Regions from separate parts of the Mus musculus genome. Here region 1 is linked to region 2. The links are chromatin contacts, called in public promoter capture Hi-C maps. All regions are on one chromosome and are shown on one strand. The core of a region is the stretch at or near the end of the contact, and the rest is flanking DNA. Distances in the headings are between cores, read along the strand shown. Region 1 holds the start of Ppp1r3c (protein phosphatase 1, regulatory subunit 3C). Region 2 overlaps Hectd2os (Hectd2, opposite strand).

Region 1 (2,865 bases), core at 234-2,733, 90 kb after region 2:
ATAGAAAGATGCCCATGACAGGTCCAACTATAAAGGGAATAGCTACCTGCAGGGATAACAGACTTGTTCATTCTGACCAGTAATAACCACTTTACTATAGCTCTGTCTTGTAGCCTGCAGTGTACATTATATATACACAACATAAAGTAGTTTTAAAAACTGATAACCAGAAAATGAGCTGTTTTAAAATACACTGAAGATATATGAATTTATAAATACTGAAAACTACAAAGGAAAACACTAAGATGTTCATTATCTTTGACTGATGGAATTATAGCATCTACTGGTTTGGGCTTCTATGATGTTTCCTGTTGTTGAGCAGGTCCTATTTACAAGTAGGAAGGCAATAACAATAGTTTGCATCAAACAAAGAACCATCCATCAAGACTTTTCTGGCCTTTCTTTCCCTTGAACCACACTATAATTCCACACTTACAGAATTAGGTTTTTCCTCTCCAATGTCAGCCTTATAAATCAAAGAAACATGAAATACAGTAGGTGCCATTTTGGAGTCTGGGGCTTTATTAATTATTTATTCTTTAACAGTTTATATATGTATATAACATATTTTGATCATAAATATAGTCTGGCTTGAAGAATTCTCTTCATACCAGTGCTAAGCACAGCACCCTGTATATGGTCATCATCACAAAGTGGCCTGTAAAGAATGTATACTGAACTCACTTTAATAGCTCTAGGGTTTTTCTGAGAGGATTACAAACTTCCAGCAACAAAACCTCAAAGTCTATTTGTCTCACAACCATTAAGAGGCAGGATTTGGGGAGGGAGAATTCTTGGACTAAGTTACAACTGGAGATGCAACATTTCGTGAGATGGTCTTGGTTGCCTGGTTGATGGAGCTGTTGTTCGTTTTTTATTGGTTGAGCTGTTCTTGTTTTTCTTTTTGTTTTAGTTTTTTTGGTTTTTTTCCTTTTTTACTCCTGCATTTATAGAAAGTTTTAGTAGTGGGCTATTTCCCTGGAATTCTAAGTCCTGGCCAAGAGTTAAAAATAATAGCTTGCTCAAACTCTAAGACTGCATTTTCTATGACAAACCAGGAGAGGGGAAGTGGGGAAAGAAGAAATGCAAAATCCTCTACCTTTTGCCACAGGCTAAACTACCTCATCAATAAAACTAAGCTGCACCCAAGTGTTTGGGTCTTTGAGCTCAAAGGCAACAGAGTCACTTCAGCAAAGGAATCCCAGCTAAAACTGACTCACTAAGGCAGTTTCTACTGTGAGATGTAGATTCCCAAAACAGGCGCTAAGAAATACAACTCAAATTCCATCCCTTCAAAGCCTCCGGGACGATTCAACTCAGCCATCAACCTGGGAGTCTCCCATCTGCAGAGAAGACAAAACCACAAAAGCCCCCAAAGTCCCCGCAGCTGCAGGCTCCCCTCCATTCGGGCGCAGAGTTGCACTGAACCTACCTGGTGCAGCTCATTGGACCGAGAGGCAGCGGCGACCGCGACAACCGCACCCTGAGCAACTTCGCACTCAGTACTTAAGAGGATGCAGCGCCGCGGTCCAGCCGGCCGACTGACCGCAGGCAACCGGGAGGCAGCTTATCAAAGCCAGATCACGTGAACCGGTCCCTCCGACCAATCAAAGGCCGTGCGCCCTGACCAACCACTGTGCAGCTGGGGCACGAGCCCCTGCCCCTGGAACGTGATCACCGCGGGGCTGGATGTGACCAGAGCGTGCTGGAAGGCGGCCGTAGAGTCCCTGAGCCCTGGGCCAGCGGGATCCAGCCGTGTTCCCGGAGCCTGGCGTGCAGCACGTAGCTCACGGCTCGCAGCTGGCCTTCTGCAGCTTGTGCGAGCCTGGCGGGGTCTTCTATGGAAACGCGTAGGTCTGTGCAGAGTTGAATCTGAGCTCAGAAAGTTGTGGCTCCGCCCGGTGTCTGTGTTATTTGAAATGCTTGTGATGCTCCTTGCTTTGTGTCCAAGCACCTTGGCCCAAGCAAAGAGAAGTTGGCTGGCTCTTCTTCCTCCACAAATAAAGTCACACAGCCACTCAAATGTTAAGAAAACACGTGAGCCCATGAAACGAAGTGGCCGTGTGTGTGTGTGTGTGTGTGTGTGTGTGTGTGTGTGTTTCCCTCTGAAGACAGAGGCAGAGAGGGCCAGTCTGTACAGCCTAGCGAGACTCTGCCTCTGAATAAGCAAATGGAGACTATGTGCTGACCTATTCAGTTCTCTGCTTGGGAGAGAGAACTATAGGCCAACATGAAGTTACTGTCCTTGCTCATTGTCACCAATTGCAGCAGACAGCCCAAATCCCTAGACTGAGTTATGACATCCTTAGGCAGAGGTCAAAATCACAGTTGATTTCATGCCCTACCCACCCAGCGGCTTTCGCTGAGATTTCTTTCTTTTCTTCTGTGCACATAACCAACACAAAGCAAAACTAAAATAAATATTTTTTAAAGAAACGTCTACTGAACATCACAGAGGAAAAAACTTGATAATTGGACTTTTAAAAACTAAAAAGTTCGACCGGGTGTGGTGGTGCATGCCTTTAATCCCAGCACTCTGAAGGCAAGAGTCTGGAGGATCTCTGTGAGTTCGAAGCCAGCCTGATCTACAGGATGAGTTTCAGTAGTTACACAGAGAAACCCTGTTGGGGGGAGAGAGAGCAAGGCGCGCGCACGCGCAGGGGCGGGGGGAGGCATATCTGTTAATCAAATATAAAATTGTTTTCTTCTTTTGTTTTTTGTTCTTCCCCCTTTCCTTTCCTCCCTCCGAACATTCCTACGTTCCTTGGTCTCTTTCAAATTCATGGCCCTTTTTCCCCCTACTTGTTGTTCTATGCGTATGAATACTGATTATTTTTACAAAGTCCATGACCTAGCTCTGCTTGG
Region 2 (2,845 bases), core at 164-2,663:
ACCTGACACTAGATCGAGCACATTAAGCTAAGCTACAGTAACAACGTTAAATAATATGTACAATGTAAGCTATTATAAATGTACGGAAACACACAAAATCCCCATTTAACTAATAGGGATTGATCCAGGAACAATCTTCGGTGGCTGAGCGGTTTTGGAGAAACTTTAGAAATGGTGCTTTCAAGTTGGCAATGTCTGAACCCACTGATTCATCACAAAAAAACAAAAAAAAAACAAAAAAAAAAACAGAACAAGGAGACACTAGGTGCCTCCTGATGTAGCTCACCACTACTTTTGAAGTATTCTTTTAAAAGTATCAAGATCCTGGATCTAATGGACCATTTTCCAGGAAATAAAGTGGATAGAGGAAAAGTGAACCCTGTGAAGAACAATTATGAAAGTTGAGGAGGCAGAGAAAAGTCTAGGATAAATGATTCATAGACTAGATCAGAGATTAAGGAAACAAACATAGATTAAAAGCAAATTACGTAAAATATAAAGTAAACACTTGGTGAACTTTGGATTCTGATCTGAAAAGCAGCTGTAAAGAGTAATTGAGCGTCCTGGTGCTGATAAACTCTTGGCAAGAGTATGTGTGTCAAAGGATGCTTCCCTTCTCTGTAGAAGCCAGGGGACACAGGGAGCAGGGGGCCAAAGCCCCAGTCCCTCCTCACTGGTGGCAACATCAGGGTGCTGTGCAATCAATACTGTCTTCACTCACCTGCAAATCCTCGCTCTAGGGTGACGCCACCATTCTCTGCCGGACCGCAGGGGGAAAAGTGAGGCTTGGAGGACACTCAGTACTGAAGCATCCAGAATTACAAAGTAAAAAGAAAGGGGAAGTTAGAATGTGACTAGGATATAGTAACACTTATGAATTATTAAGTATGTATATTTGATAATAGCATTGCCTAGAGGTGGGTTTTTAGTTCTCATTTTAATGTTTAAGTTCCTTTCAGCTTCATGTAAAAACTGAAAAGCATTTATGGGTGCAAAAAAATATGCTATCTGGGCTTTGACTTTAAAATGCTCAAGAAATGCACACAAACACCCATGCATGCGAGTGTGTGCACAAATACACACAAACAAGAACACGTGCATGCACACATCCTCCACCCAATAGCTTCCCAGGAGTGTTCTACCAACCGTTTCATTTAACAGAACAACTATTACAATCATTAAGTGCCCCAGGGTGTTCACCAGCAAGCTTCTAAGGCAAGGATTACCCTTACCCATTTGACTACTGAGTAACAAAGACATGAAAGCTCTTCCCCAAGATCACACAACTGAAAATGGTAAGGACAAACTGGAATCTAAGCCGTGCCTTTCCTAGAGCACCATATATGGTGCTTGTACATAGCATCTTGTGTGCTGTACACACAGTGCAGCCTGCAGGAATGTTCACAGGGCCTATCTGAACCATTATGCAAGCCTTCCATAAACAAATAAGCAAACAGATGAATCTGTGATCAGAGAGTGATGAGTTCTTACTAGTTTCGCCCTCAGCAGATCGGCTTCCTAAATCCCACCTTGTTTAAACCAGGCTGGATACTGAGCAGCTATGTGCTCCAAGACTCCACTGACTACATCCATGCAATCACCACTGGCTACATCCCAGCAGTCACCACTGGCTACATTCCAGAAATCACCACTGGCTCTGCTTTATGGCTTGGGAACAGTTCAACTATTAAATCTGCCTCAGAGGAAATGAAGTGACATTGGCCGGGTTCCTTCTTATCCTGGTTTCATCTAAGAGGACCAAGAGGACCCGTGGTCAATGGAAACCTAAAGGGAAAAGCCACCCATGTCGCACACAGGATGTGGAAGTCAGAGGACCCCCCCTACCCAGAGTCACGTGGAGTGCTGTTGATGGAGACAATTAGAAAGGTTTTGAGTCAGGATACCAGCATACACCAGACACACTAATTCTTCAATCAGGTATGTTCATCAGAACAAGATACCTGTGGACGTGGGTAGGGCTTTTGTTTCTTACAACCATAGACTTCCAACTCATTCCAAGGATGATAGTTTTTATCACAAAACAGAAATATAAGTCATAATGGTCCTTCCTGGGAATGTTATTCAAATCCCTCCCCCAATGCTATGAGGCGAGAGACTACAGCACCTTGAGTGGAGCCAGGGCAATTTAAAACCTACAGGGTGAGCATTATATAGCTAAAGATGAAAGTGAACTCCCGATCCCCCTGCTCCTGCCTCCCAAGACTCGAGATTAGGCACCATCACATCAGACTAGGATAAAGAATTAAAAAAAAACATTCCAGGTGTGCTGGTGTATGCCTTTAATCCTAGCACTTGAGAGCCAGAGGCAGGAGGGTTTCTGTGAGTTTGAGGACAGCCAGGACTAGGCAGAGATACACTGTATTAGAAAAACAGAAAACAAACAAACCAAAAAAAGTCAAGAAATGTGCAAAGAAAGGAAACAAATTAGTAATGTATTAATAAAAACTCTAGAAACTAAATCTAAGTTAAAAGGAAATACTGGATAGGAAACTACTTAACAATGTTATCGGTTGTGTATAAACTAAAGATACATTCTGAGCGCTAAGGGCTCTCAACCCCACTTCTATCCCCCACCCCTCCATCTCCTTTTAGAAAGAACAAAACTGTATCGAAGAAAAAGACTGCTATGGGCTGTTTCAGGATAAAATCCAGAGGGGAAAGAGAGACCCTGCATTATATATATAAATTCCCATTTTTCCCCAAGAGTACATTGCGTCTCTGTTGAGTATGTCTCTAGATGGAACAGTCTCACTCTACACAGCAAGCTTAACCTTCCGTCCTTCCAGCAAGCCTTCCTGGGGCTTAAAATATAAACATATAAAGT

Evidence for each region. Promoter capture Hi-C pulls out the DNA fragments that hold promoters and counts their contacts.
Region 1: a promoter capture Hi-C map of liver shows a contact between it and region 2. A contact is called at or near these places in 11 of 39 promoter capture datasets (the 3T3-L1 cell line, 3T3-L1-derived adipocytes, cranial neural crest and 6 more), 12 of 484 Hi-C or Micro-C datasets (the BV-2 cell line, brown adipocytes, cerebral cortex and 4 more), 7 of 130 datasets of targeted methods (cardiomyocytes, embryonic stem cells, hepatocytes and 2 more) and 2 of 9 other capture datasets (liver and pancreatic islet).

The regions. Positions count from the first base shown.
Region 1 is chr19:36,735,121-36,737,985 of GRCm38.p6, forward strand. Ppp1r3c (protein phosphatase 1, regulatory subunit 3C) reads right to left here and starts at 1,484. Exons shown (of 2, transcript NM_016854.2): 1 at 1,433-1,484. The coding sequence starts at 1,446.
Region 2 is chr19:36,644,963-36,647,807 of GRCm38.p6, forward strand. It overlaps Hectd2os (Hectd2, opposite strand), which reads right to left. Exons shown (of 5, transcript NR_033510.1): 3 at 722-803. Among named protein-coding and RNA genes, the nearest start is that of Hectd2os, 43 kb to the right of the region's middle.